Regions from separate parts of the Mus musculus genome. Here regions 1, 2 and 4 are each linked to region 3. Evidence: chromatin contacts called from public promoter capture Hi-C data. All regions are on one chromosome and are shown on one strand. Each heading gives the region's core, a stretch centred on a gene start, on an enhancer-like site or on the middle of the called end of the contact. The rest is flanking DNA. Distances are from core to core; before and after follow the strand shown. Region 1 holds the start of Ccdc184 (coiled-coil domain containing 184). Region 2 has its middle 15 kb from the start of Gm41398. Region 3 holds the start of Kansl2 (KAT8 regulatory NSL complex subunit 2). Region 4 holds the start of Lmbr1l (limb region 1 like).

Region 1 (2,858 bases), core at 18-2,517, 370 kb before region 3:
AAAAAACACACTTGCAGTTACTGAACTACAGGTGACCAATGACACTCACCCACACTTAATTTTTTATACAGTTAGACAGCACTGTTCATTTACTTCTCCTTCCCAGAGTCTTGTAAACTCAGGGTTTTGACCACTTGGCTTCCTTTTATCAAAGCGATGTCAGCGTGTTATAGCCTACAAGATGACTACCTTCCCAGCCTATGTCGTCTCTAAATATATTATAACCAAATTTTCTTCCTCCTCCTCTTCTCCTGCTCTACCCTCTAAGTAGGGGAAGGAGTTTTCACAAAGGACAGGGGTGGTTAGTGGGCATCTAAAGATGGGAACTAGGGGCGCTGGCCCTAATAATTCACTCAATTGCACTTCGGTCCAGTGTTAACTCAGATTTAGAAACACTATTATTCGGTCCGTCAAGAAAACGATGTCAGCTGAGGTCTCTCAGTCATTAAGGGCTGAAAGGAAATTGTATTCAGGTCTTCTGAAGTCCACTATGTGTGGGCTGGAGAATCCTGGGGAGGAGAATGGTACTTGGTGGCTCTTATTTAAGTAGCTATTCCACAAATACATCATCTGCTCTCTGCGTCTCGGACGCTATTTAAAGCGCTGGGGATTCCGTGATGGAGGGTGCAGGGGAGGGGAATCTGTTGTTATGGAGTTTTCATTCTCGGAATTTAAGTACTTAGCTTCATAATTTTCATACCCCCCCAACCTGGGTAGAAACAGCTGGGTCCCATAAGAGACTGTATCTCACCCTGAGCTTTCTGGAGGGAGGGAAAATTGTTTTTTGTTTTTTTTTTTTTTTTTTTTTTTTTTTTTTTTTTTTTTTTGCTGCAGAAGGGAGAAGCAGATCGGTCGCGCCTCCCTCCGCCTTCCTCTGCACCTCCAAGCCTGGTGCTGCCAGCTCGCCTGGGATTATTAACAATCGCTACCCAGTCCTGTGGGCCGCTGGAGGATGGACCTGGCTCTCCCATGGTCCTCCAAGGAAGGAATGCGGAGAGCGGGTGAAAAGCCCCCCCCCCCCCCCCAGGCAGACGGTCTCTCTCCGGCTTGGGGGTGGGGGTCGTGCAGCAAACTGCTTTCTCATGCTGTCCTATTAAACATTGCAGCCACATGCTCTTTGCAGCTTCTCTGAGGCTACTGCAGCATCCCTGCCCCGCCCGTCAGCCCATACAACAGAGCTTCACTGCAGCTTCGGAACCCTGTTCTCTTTCTTCCTCACTTCCTCGTTGCCATGGAGACACACGTCATTTACGTGCCGTGCGTCGCCTTGGAAACGGGGGAGCATCCGCGGCGCCGCCGGGAGACCCGCCCCTGCCTCTCCAGCCGCACTCGCGGGCACTGCTGGTGGATGGCTGGGGGGAGTCCCGAGACTGACGCGCTGCGGGTCCCCGTCTCGACCCCGAGCCCTCTGCGAGCGCCTCTGTGACCTGTGAGCACTCTTTGTCGGTGATTGCCGGGAGGGCGGCGGGGACATAGGTACCACACTGGAGGCGAGCGGGCAAGCCACTTTTGCCCCCTGGGTAAGCCCGAAGATCCTGGTCCCGGGACCCTAGACAGGTCTTCGATCCATAGACTCTTCTCAGCCCTCCTTGATCCCGCCCGTGTCCTCTGCCTGGGGCCGCTCTCTTCACGTAGGCTCCCCGCCCCTCTAGGGAGCCTAGGTGTCCCTGGGCTCCACCCCGTCCCTCCCGGGACCTCTCCCCCTCCACACCCTTCCCCCACCCTGGAGGCCCGCTGGACACGACCCAGAGCTGCCACCGCCCGCTTCTGCCACTCAATGGAGGACAGTCTGCTGGAGATCATGACCAAGGACGGCGGCGACATGCCAGCGCCTCTGGAGGTGTCCACGGTGCCCGCCGTGGGGGACGTGATCTCTGGGGAGTATAACGGCGGTATGAAGGAACTGATGGAGCACCTGAAGGCCCAGCTGCAGGCCCTGTTTGAGGACGTGAGGGCCATGCGAGGGGCACTGGACGAGCAGGCCTCGCACATCCAGGTTCTGTCGGACGACGTGTGCGCCAACCAGCGGGCTATAGTCTCCATGTGCCAGATTATGACCACTGCGCCCCGCCAGGGAGGCTTGGGCGTGGCCGGCGGCAAGGGGAGCTTCCCAAGTGTTCCCCATGAACCAGAGACACCTTCGCCTGGGATCGAGGACAGCGGCTTGCTGGGTCGTGATCCTGATGAAGACGAGGACGAAGAGGAGAAAGAGACACCTAACCCCGCCACACCCACCAGTCACTGCGAGCTCTCTGAGAGCCCCGGTCTCCTTGGGGAGGATGGGCCACTTGTGGAGCCCCCCGACCTTCCTGACATTACCCTGCTGCAGCTGGAGGGCGAGGCCTCTCTGTGAGGGAGACCCCACCAGGGAACCAACTACCCGCGCTGGCTTTGGGTTTCCAAGTGCTTAACCCGAGGGGACTGAACAGTGCGGTGCAGTGTTCTTCACTTCAAACGTGGTCCTTATAGGTCAGGGAGAGAGACTCCCTCACAGAAGGATTTGTAGAGTCAAGGACTTTGGAAGCATCGCGAATTCCACCCAAGCAGGCATCATAGCAAACTGCAGAAAGGTGAGGTTCCCAGAAAGGACGTGCCCATCTCTGGACTCTCATCTATCCCTTTACCTTGCCCCCTTCCCCTCTTCCTAGGAAACAGGAGGACCATTGAATTATGTAAATAAAATTCTGCTTTTTCTATTCTGAAAAAGGAGTCATCTAGGACTTTGGCAAATAATCTCTATTTACCTAGAAATTAAGGAGTTGGGGTATTCTGTTCTGGCAACAGGAAATTTACCCTTTTCCCCAAACCCAAGATATTCAGTGCTCTGCGGAAACCTCTCCCCCTTACAGATCGCTCTG
Region 2 (2,976 bases), core at 38-2,537, 470 kb after region 3:
GGGTAGCAGCATGGGCCTTTAATCCCAGCACTCGGGAGGCAGAAGCAGGCAGATGATTCTGAAGACCAGGTCAGCCTGGTCTTCATAGCAAGTTCTAGTCCAGCCAGGGATACATAGTGAGACTCTGTAATAATAAAATTAAATTGAAATTAAAAAAGAAGCCAGGCACAGTGACTCATGCCTATAATTCTATCACTTAGGAAGCTGAGGCAGGGGGCTGGAGAGATGGCTCAACAGTTAAGAGCATTGGCTGATCTTCCAGAGGTCCTGAGTTCAATTCCCAACAACCACATGGTGTCTCACAGCCACCCATAATGAGATCTGATGCACTTTTCTGGTGTGTGTCTGAAGACAGCTACAGTGTACTCGTGTAAATAAAAATAAATAAATAATATTTTTAAAAAAGGAAGCTGAGGCAGGAGAATTGCCACAACTTTGAGGTCATACTAGATGACATAGCGTATTCTAAGTCAGTCTGGACGACAGAGACTTTATCTAACCAAAACACAAACAAACAAAAGAAAACAAAGCACTGAATGCAGTTGACACCTGCAATCCCAAAACTTGTGAGGTAGAGTCAGGAAGATCAAAAGTTTAAAGTCATTTTGGGCTACATAGTAACCGCCAGAATTGGCTCCATGAAACCCTGTCTGAAAACAAACAAATGTATGTGTGTGTGTGTGTGTGTGTGTGTGTGTGTGTGTGTGTACATGTGCACACGTGTGCCAGTGTATGTTTTATTCTGAGGAAACTAGTTTTGCATTTCAAATTGTGAACCCTAAAGGAGATAGCTAATGTCTTTCTTTTATGTTTCCCTCGTATTAACTCCGTATAAATGGGTTTTTTGTTGTTGTTGTTTTGTTTTGTTTTTTGTTTTTTCGAGACAGGGCTGTAGTCCTGGCTGTCTTGGAACTCACTTTGTAGACCAGGCTGGCCTCGAACTCAGAAATCTGCCTGCCTCTGCCTCTGCCTCCCGAGTGCTGGGATTAAAGTAGTGCGCCACCACGCCCGGCTTCGTATAGAAGTCTTGAGTTGAAGCAAGCAGTTTGTTGACCTTGAGTAGAACTGAGCTTCTCTTCTGTCGCGCCTCCGGAGCCTCTGTTGGAGCACAGCTGCAGAAGCGAAGCAGGGCTCTTCAGGGCTCTTCAGGGCTCTTGACACCTCACCCTCTCTCAGCCCCAGCTGTGGCCACAGAGAAGCCGTAACCAGGATGTTTTTTCCTCTCTGCTTTTCTGGACTTCTCTGATTTGCTGACTTGAAAGACTTTATGACTAGAACAAGCCACACCCACAGGAGCTGCCTACCACTCTCTTCCTGATACCTAAACCCTTCTCTGCAACACTCTTCAGAGCTTCCTATAAAAGGCTCAGCAACTGAACTCAGAATTCAGATATTTGTGCTTGGCAACAAGCAAGGGAAAATTCTTTAGAGATGACCTTTCCCTCGACCTTCAGCTTGTTCTATAATAGGGCTTTGAGAGTTTGTGACTATTCTCTGAAAAGTATAAAGAAGATTGATGTTTTGTTTTTGTAAGATTTATTTATTTTATGTATGTGAGTACACTGTAGCTATCTTCAGACACACCAGAGGAGGGCACCAGACCCCATTACAGATGTTTGTGAGCCACCATGTGGTTGCTGGGAATTGCACTCAGGACCTCTGGAAGAGCAGTCAGTGCTCTTAACCGCTGAGCCATCTCTCCAGCCTTAGATTGAAGTGTTAAGATCCCAGAGATAAGCGATTTTGGTGGAAAGATCACTTGAGGCAGGAGTTCAGGAACTGAGCTGCATAGATCAGTCATCCATCAAACAAACAAACAATATCACAGATCCCTGAGCCAGATGTTCCGTGTAATCCTACCTACTTGGGCTGCTGAGGCAAGAGGTTCACACGTTCAAGGCCTACCTGGGTTATCAGTAAGTGTATATTCAGTCAGGACAGCTTGTTGAGAACCTGTTTCAAAATAAAAAGTTAAGGGCTGGAGAGATGGCTCAGTAGTTAAGAGCACTGACTGCTCTTCAAGAGGTCTTGAGTTCAATTCCCAGCAACCACATGGTGGCTCACAAGCATCTGTAATGGGATCTGGTGCCCCCTTCTGGTGTGTCTGAAGACAGCTACAGTGTACTCATATGAATAAAAAAAAAAGTTAAGGGCTAGAGAGAGATGGCTCAGTGGTTAAGAGCACTGACTGCTCTTCCGAAGGTCCTGAGTTCAAATCCCAGCAATCACATGGTGACTCACAACCATCTGTAATGAGAGCTGACACCACCTTCTTCTGGTGTGTCTGAAGACAGCTACAGTGTACTTATACATAATAATAAATAAATCTTTAAAAATAAATAGAAGTGAAAAAAGAGTTTGCTAGCAAATGTCTTTAGTCCCAGCACTTGGCAGAGGCAGGCAGATCTCTGTCGGAGAGATGGCTGCTGGGGGTAAAGGTGCTTACTTGCTATGGAGCCTGCTTGAGTCTTAAGATCCTCGTGGTGGAAGGAGAGAACTGACTCCTGCAAGTTGTCCTGTGACTGTCACACTCAAGTCATGAACACACACCACACACCCAAATAAATACACAAATGTTTAAAAAGCAGAAAGGCCAGGGACAGAATGGCTTAGCGGTAGAAGGCTTACCCAGCATGCACAAGGTGAACCCCAGTCTGGGAAGAAAACCCTGGTTCTCAGAGGCGCTGCCTTCTCTGTGTTACCTCAGCACGTGTTCTTCAGATGCCTAGACTTTCTGCCACCTCCTCCTTGATCTCCTCGGTCCAGGGAGAACTCCTATCAGAGCTCCAGCCCTTGTTTATTTATTTAATTTTTATTTGTTTGTTTATTTATTTATTTATTTATTTATTTATTTATTTTTTGAGACAGGGTTTCTCTGTATAGCCCTGGCTGTCCTGGAACTCACTCTGTAGACCAGGCTGGCCTCGAACTCAGAAATCCGCCTGCCTCTGCCTCCCAAGTGCTGGGATTAAAGGC
Region 3 (2,929 bases), core at 198-2,697:
GCTGGCCTGAACTCCCAAGTGCCAGGATTAAAGGCCTGCACCACTGCTGCCAGCATCATCACCTCTGAGCATTTGAGTGTTTTGACCTGCCTCCCAAAGAGTGAATATCCTTAATACCTTTTTTACAAACACACGACCTAAAACTCCGCAGATACGACCAACTCTACACATCATGTTCCCCTTTGCACTTTAAAACTGAAGGCAGGGGACAAGCATGTGGCACCAACATTCTCCCACTCCAGTTCCAGGAGACCCAACGCCCTCCCCTCAAGCATGAACGTGGTACACCAACACACATGCAGGCAAACACCCATACACATGAAAGTTCTTTAAAAAACCATAAAGGGTTGCCAAAACTGTTCCAAGCAAGGGCGAGACTGTCTCAAAAGAGGAGCCGGGGGTGGGGGAGTCTGTGACTCTGCAAGCCTAGCTTAACCTTCTGTCTGTCCTTCCGTACCAGGAGGTACTAAAACCGACTCCAGCAAATTGGCCTCTGACCTCCCCACGTGTCCCTAACCACACAAAACAAACTACCAACGGGAAATAAATGCTTCGAAATGTAATAAAAGTCTAACGGTAGGAGGTTTGGGCGTTGAAGCAGGCTCGGTGATACAACCTGTGCTTGGCGTGCATTGAAAAGTAAGAACGACTCTCGGAGCCCGAAGGCACCCATATAACCCACGCCTCTCCACGTACCCATCTTTCTTCTCGGGCTTTGGGGCAGCACTGGGGCACCTTTTTCCATTCTTCGTCGAGACGTAACTACATTGTTTGAAGGGTGCATTCTTGTCTTCAAGAATGTGCTTAATGCAGAACTCCTGCCCCTCCAGCCGCGGCTGAGAGCACGGGCGGTGAGTGAACGAACAGGAAAGGGGCTCCTGCGACCTGGGCACTGGGGTGATCCTCCCCCGATTCGTTGGCAAGACGTGAATCCGAATCCTGTTCATGCCAAAACCTGCGGGGAGGGCGGTCACACGACAGATCGAAACGGCCTTAGCCCGGCCACGAGTCCTGGTTGCGTGCTCCCGCGGCCGCCCTCCAGCCTCCCGTCACCGACCCGCCCGCCGCCCGGGCCCCTACCACGTTGGCCGAATCTCCGCAGCAGCAGACCGGAAGCGCGGCGCCTGTCCCACGCGGCACCACTGCAACGGCGCGGCACGCCCCGCCCCCACGCCCCGGCTCGCCGCCTTTGTCCCTGGCCGCCTCAGCGCTCACAGCCCCGACCCGAGCGCCTTGGCCGTCGTCCTACAAGCGCCATCTTGTCCCACGGCTCCCGGCACCGGAGAACCTGGCTCCCCGAAAGCCTAGCAACCAGAGAGGCTCCAACGCTGCAGGAGACGACGTGCCGCGCTGAGCTGACAGAGAAGGCGAGCAGCGCCTAACAGCAAAGGAGAAGCGCCCGGCACGGCGCCATCTTACCTCCCCCACCGCGCGGCACCGCGCAGCTTGCCCTCTGGCTGCTCCGCCTGCTCGGAACGCGACCCTAGACGCTGATTGGTTGCTGCGCTGAGGGTGCTGTGCTCCTATTGGTCAGAACTAACACTAGCCTGTGGAGGGCGGGACAGTGAGAGACTCCACAACGGGAGTGGCTGAAGTGAAGTGTCTGTCAGAAACTCGGCCGGTGAGTGGGCCGTCGGAAAGGCGGGCCACCGCCAGTCGCCGGATTCGGATATTTTTCCATCTGAAGGGTTCGTCTTCTGGTGGCAGTAGTCTCCAGTCTTCTCGGGCAGCTACTTCTTTACCGTCCCTACACAGCAGAAGAGTAGACATTGGGGTGGCTGGAGAAATGGCACCGACTGCTCTTCTAGAGATCCTGAGTTCAATTCCCAGCAACCACATGGTGGCTCACAACCAACTCTAACGGGATCCGATGCCCTCTTCTGCAGTGTCAGAAGACAGGGACAGTGTACTCATATGAATAAATCTTAAAAAAAAGAAAAGAAAAAAAGTGGACGGTGGCTGACCGTGTTTTCTGTTTACACATGAAAAGGTTTTATTAGTTTTCTATGGTGACCAACCAGTTCATTTAATTTTTTTTTCTTGGTCATTTCATGTAAACACTCGAACTCTTTCTATCTCATGAATCATATATATGTACTAATTAATTTTTGTAGAGCAGCCCTAAGAGGTAGACATTATTTTTTAGGTAGACATTATTTACAGATAAAGTGATGGAAAATCAAAATGACTTCTGGCATAGCGCATGCTTCTCAACGCCCTGCCGAATAGTGTATTATAGAAACAGGCTATTCCGTTTTCACGATTCTTTAAAGATTCCAACCACACCTATAGAAATCCGATGGCTCTCTGCCTTATTCTCTTCTTCTTCTCCCCCCCCCCCCGCCCCCCTTTGGAGACAGGGTTTCTCTGTGCAGCCCTGGCTGGCCTCGAACTCAGAAATCCGCCTGCCTCTGCCTCCCAACTTATTCTCTTAAGAGAGTATCTCCCACTTGGTAGTGGTGGCAGACTCCTTTAACCCCAGCACTGGGGGGGGGGGGGGGGGGGGGAAGAGTAGAAGCAGGCAGATCTCCGAGTTCGAGGCTAACTTGGTTTACAAAGCCAGTTCCAGGACAGCCAGGGCTGCACAGAGAAACCGTGTCTCAAAAACAAAAGATGAAAAAGCCACCAGGTACGGTTACGGTAGGTAGCACACACCAGTAATCTGAACACTGTGGAGAGAGGCAAGGGGGTCTCTGTGGTCAAAGACAGGATCTGGACTTGTCTCACTGAACCTGGAGTGCACCATTTTTAAAAACTTATTTGTGCCCGGCATGGTGGCGCACATGCCTTTAATCCCAGCACTCGGGAGGCAGAGGCAGGCAGATTTCTGAGTTCGAGGCCAGCCTGGTCTACAGAGTGAGTTCCAGGACTCTGAGTAGCCAGGGCTACACAGAGAAACCTTGTCTCAAAAAAACAAGGGAAAAAAAAG
Region 4 (2,996 bases), core at 204-2,703, 380 kb after region 3:
TGCTACCCGACTCTTATCCTGGGGCTAGATACTCGTATGCCCTCATTGGTAAGGGCAGACCTAGTCCCCTTTACCGTTTCTTCAATCTAAGCATGCCAAGGGGTAGCCTAAAGCTCAGCCTGAGAAAAATGAAGAAAGACACCATCTGAGCCCTCCCCTTTATTCAGTAAGATCTCCTTCCACTCCTCCAAACCCTTCCCTTTTCATTTAGTATGTGCAGAGCTCTCTGGGAAAACAAAACAAAATAAAACAAAAAAACCCAGCAGACAAAGAGATTATCATTCAAAGCAGGCCCAAGGAAAATAGATTTCCCTAAGTCCCACGGGTGCTCCTACCCTAGAGTAGTACACTGCCGTATGGAAAGTTCAACTGCAATTCTAGATTAATGCTTAAAGAATAAGAAATACAGGCTAGATGCGCTCAGGATCACTGCGGACCCGGGACCCTCCCACCCCCACCCCACCCCACCCCACCCCACCCACACATGAGAACTCACACGGGATGGCTGGAAACCCAGTCTGAGTGTCAAACAAATTATCCGGAAGTCGTGCGGGGTGTGTGTCATTGTATTGGCTTGTGTTTGGCATGCTGCATGCCAGAGGCCCAGGATTCAATCACAGAAGGAATGAAAACAACCACTACTACAGGGGAGAGAAAACAGGCGGGGAAACCTCGGTGTTCCTCCATCTCCACTTCTTACAACCCCATCTCGTCGGACAGGACTTCTTTCTTCCTTAGTGGGAGGACCCACTACAGCTCCCACTTTTCCTTCGCCCCTCGCGCCACCATCGCATGTCCCCGGTTAACTGCTCAATGTGACCGAGTCTCCCTTCATTTCAACATCAACCATGGTTGCCCTTCATCTACTTTTAAGGGGGAACACGCACACTAACTTGTCCCGAAGCAAATCCATCCTTTTCCAGAGGATCAAACGCTCCACACTAGAGGACCCCCATCGCCAGGAACGCCCACGGGGGTGGAGTAGAAGGGGCGGGGGGAGGGGCGAGCGGCCGAGGAACGGAAACCCGGCGGCTTTGTTTACGGCTCAGGGACCCAGCCGACCCGACCGGGAGTTCACCGGCCCGGCCCCGGCGCTCGCAGGGGTCGAGGTGCTCCGGAGCCCAGGCAGCTGGACTTCCCGTCTCCATCGCGGCGCGCCCCTCCCACCTCGGCCCGGCCCCTTCCCGCCCAGGTCCCGGACTCACGATGCACTCGCGGACCCTGTCGTGGAACAGCTGTTCTCGCACGGATAGCACTTCGTAGTCAGCTGCTTCCATACTCTGCTCAGCATGACTGGGGCGGGGGTGTCTCCGGGCCCGGGGAGGACGAGCGGGGATGAGGCCGCCGCCGCCCGCCAAGCACCCGGACCCAGCCTAAGCGCCTCTCCTCGCTGCCCGTGACGGAAACTCAAGGTAATCTGGGGCTCAGATTCTGCGGTCGGACGCCCCGCCCTTAAAGGGGCAGGCCCCAGCCCGCCTAGTCTTAAAGGGCTCGGGTCCCCCTCGGTCCCCTCCCCTTTAAGGTGGGGTCACTCGCAAGCACGTTTCAACGCAAGTACCCGCCGCCCGGCTACGCGGAAGTGCCAGGCTTGGTGCCCAGTGACGACACAAGGCCTGGGCGGGTTTCTTCAGAGGAGCGGAACTTACTGGTTCCTCGTAGACTGTCGGTCATCGCTAGGAGTGCGCTGATAGGACATTCTGGGAAAGGAGGCGGGATGTTTTTGGCCTGTCGAAGCTGTTCTAAAACTAAGAGTCCTTGTGGTCCACGGCTGAGATGTGAGGGTTGGTTCCAGGATGTGTATCCGTCAGGATTTTAGTTTAAACGAATAAGGTTGGGATCAGGTCAGCCCGTCGAGAAGATGTAAGCACCACGGGGTCTTCTGAAGGGACGGCTGCCTGTAACCCAAAGGTCCATAGCGTTTTCTTTTCTTTTTCTTTATTTTTATTTTTGGTTTTTCGAGATAGGGTTTCTCTGTGTAGCCCTGGCTGTCCTGGATCTCACTCTGTAGACCAGGCTGGTCTCGAACTCAGAAATCCGCCTGCCTCTGCCTCCCAAGTGCTGGGATTAGTGGCTTGTGCCACCACTGCCCGATGCGTTTTTTTATTTGTTATTGGAGTTTCCCTGCCACTCCAGACAGCTTTCACACAGTTATTTTTGTGGAAGGCCTAGGGTATTAGAGAACAAATAGTTAAAAAACAAACCACAACAAAAACAAAAAAACAGGAGACTTTTTAAAAATGTCATGAAACTTTTGTTTTGTTGAGACAGGTCTTGCGATGCAAACCAGGCTACCCTTGAATTCTCAGCTTCCTAGTTGATTGCATGTATTACCAGGCCCAGGCTATCCCGAAACTGAGGAAATATCCCAGGGAATATTGGTGAGTGGGTTGAGTAAAACATTAACTCCCAAACATTAACTCCCTGCTATGTGCTGTTCTCTTTATAGCCTTTATCTAATTTTAATGTTTTAACATTTTAACGTTTTAACGTTTTAATTTGAAACTAGAAAATAGAGGTTGGCCCAGTCCTACTTTGAGATTCAGAAACCATCTGGGCATTGTGGCACACGTCTTTTAATTCAGCACTAGGAAGGCAGAAGCAGGTGGATCTATAAATTCATGGCCAGTCTGCCCTTTACATAATGTTTTAGGACAACCAGAGTAACATGGTGAGAATTTGTCTCAAAAACAAAATAAATACATCCCGTGTATACATTTATGTTTATATAGTTGGCCCTCTGCATTGTTGGGTTCTACATCTGTGGGTTCAGCTAATCTCAAACACAAAGCAAAAACCATTTGGGAGGGGTAGCTATAGAGATGGCTCAGTTGGTAACAGGAGAAGGACCTAAGTTCCATTCCTAGCACCCACAATTAATGAGTAGTGCAGGCTGGTGAACCCGGGGAGGTGTGGACGGGAGGATCCCTAGGGTCTGCTGACTAGACTAGTCAGCGAACCCTATTCATGTAGCCCCAAGTCCTAATGAGAGACCAAGT

The links. Promoter capture Hi-C pulls out the DNA fragments that hold promoters and counts their contacts. Capture Hi-C pulls out chosen DNA fragments and counts their contacts.
Region 1: a contact with region 3 is called in a promoter capture Hi-C map of pancreatic islet. The contact joins the promoter of Ccdc184 here to the promoter of Kansl2 in region 3. A contact is called at or near these places in 11 of 39 promoter capture datasets (the 3T3-L1 cell line, the C10 cell line, cranial neural crest and 7 more), 1 of 484 Hi-C or Micro-C datasets (cerebellar granule neurons), 2 of 115 datasets of contacts at active chromatin or transcription factors (bone marrow-derived macrophages and pro-B cells) and 2 of 9 other capture datasets (embryonic stem cells and pancreatic islet).
Region 2: a promoter capture Hi-C map of the HPC-7 cell line shows a contact between it and region 3. The contact joins the enhancer-like site here to the promoter of Kansl2 in region 3. A contact is called at or near these places in 3 of 39 promoter capture datasets (the HPC-7 cell line, cranial neural crest and pre-B cells), 3 of 115 datasets of contacts at active chromatin or transcription factors (acute myeloid leukemia and embryonic stem cells) and 1 of 9 other capture datasets (liver).
Region 4: a promoter capture Hi-C map of erythroid cells shows a contact between it and region 3, with 3 times the contacts expected there. The contact joins the promoter of Lmbr1l here to the promoter of Kansl2 in region 3. A contact is called at or near these places in 1 of 39 promoter capture datasets (erythroid cells) and 1 of 15 datasets of contacts at CTCF or cohesin (the NIH/3T3 cell line).

What each region holds. Positions count from the first base shown.
Region 1 is chr15:98,166,539-98,169,396 of GRCm38.p6, forward strand. It overlaps Ccdc184 (coiled-coil domain containing 184), which reads left to right and starts at 1,268. Exons shown (of 1, transcript NM_177716.3): 1 at 1,268-2,858. The coding sequence starts at 1,778. The coding sequence ends at 2,353.
Region 2 is chr15:99,007,759-99,010,734 of GRCm38.p6, forward strand. No RefSeq gene overlaps it. Among named protein-coding and RNA genes, the nearest start is that of Gm41398, 15 kb to the right of the region's middle. Within about 2 kb of position 1,288, at least 91 of the 459 cell types and tissues checked have an H3K27ac peak or open chromatin away from gene starts, as enhancers often do. A contact at or near this core is called in the HPC-7 cell line and acute myeloid leukemia, where this site is marked.
Region 3 is chr15:98,532,822-98,535,750 of GRCm38.p6, forward strand. It overlaps Kansl2 (KAT8 regulatory NSL complex subunit 2), which reads right to left and starts at 1,448. Exons shown (of 10, transcript NM_133714.5): 1 at 1,081-1,448; 2 at 697-955. The coding sequence starts at 947.
Region 4 is chr15:98,916,645-98,919,640 of GRCm38.p6, forward strand. Lmbr1l (limb region 1 like) reads right to left here and starts at 1,454. Exons shown (of 17, transcript NM_029098.3): 1 at 1,206-1,454. The coding sequence starts at 1,277. It overlaps Gm41396 (a long non-coding RNA gene), which reads left to right and starts at 1,325. Exons shown (of 5, transcript XR_001781764.2): 1 at 1,325-1,412; 2 at 2,269-2,378.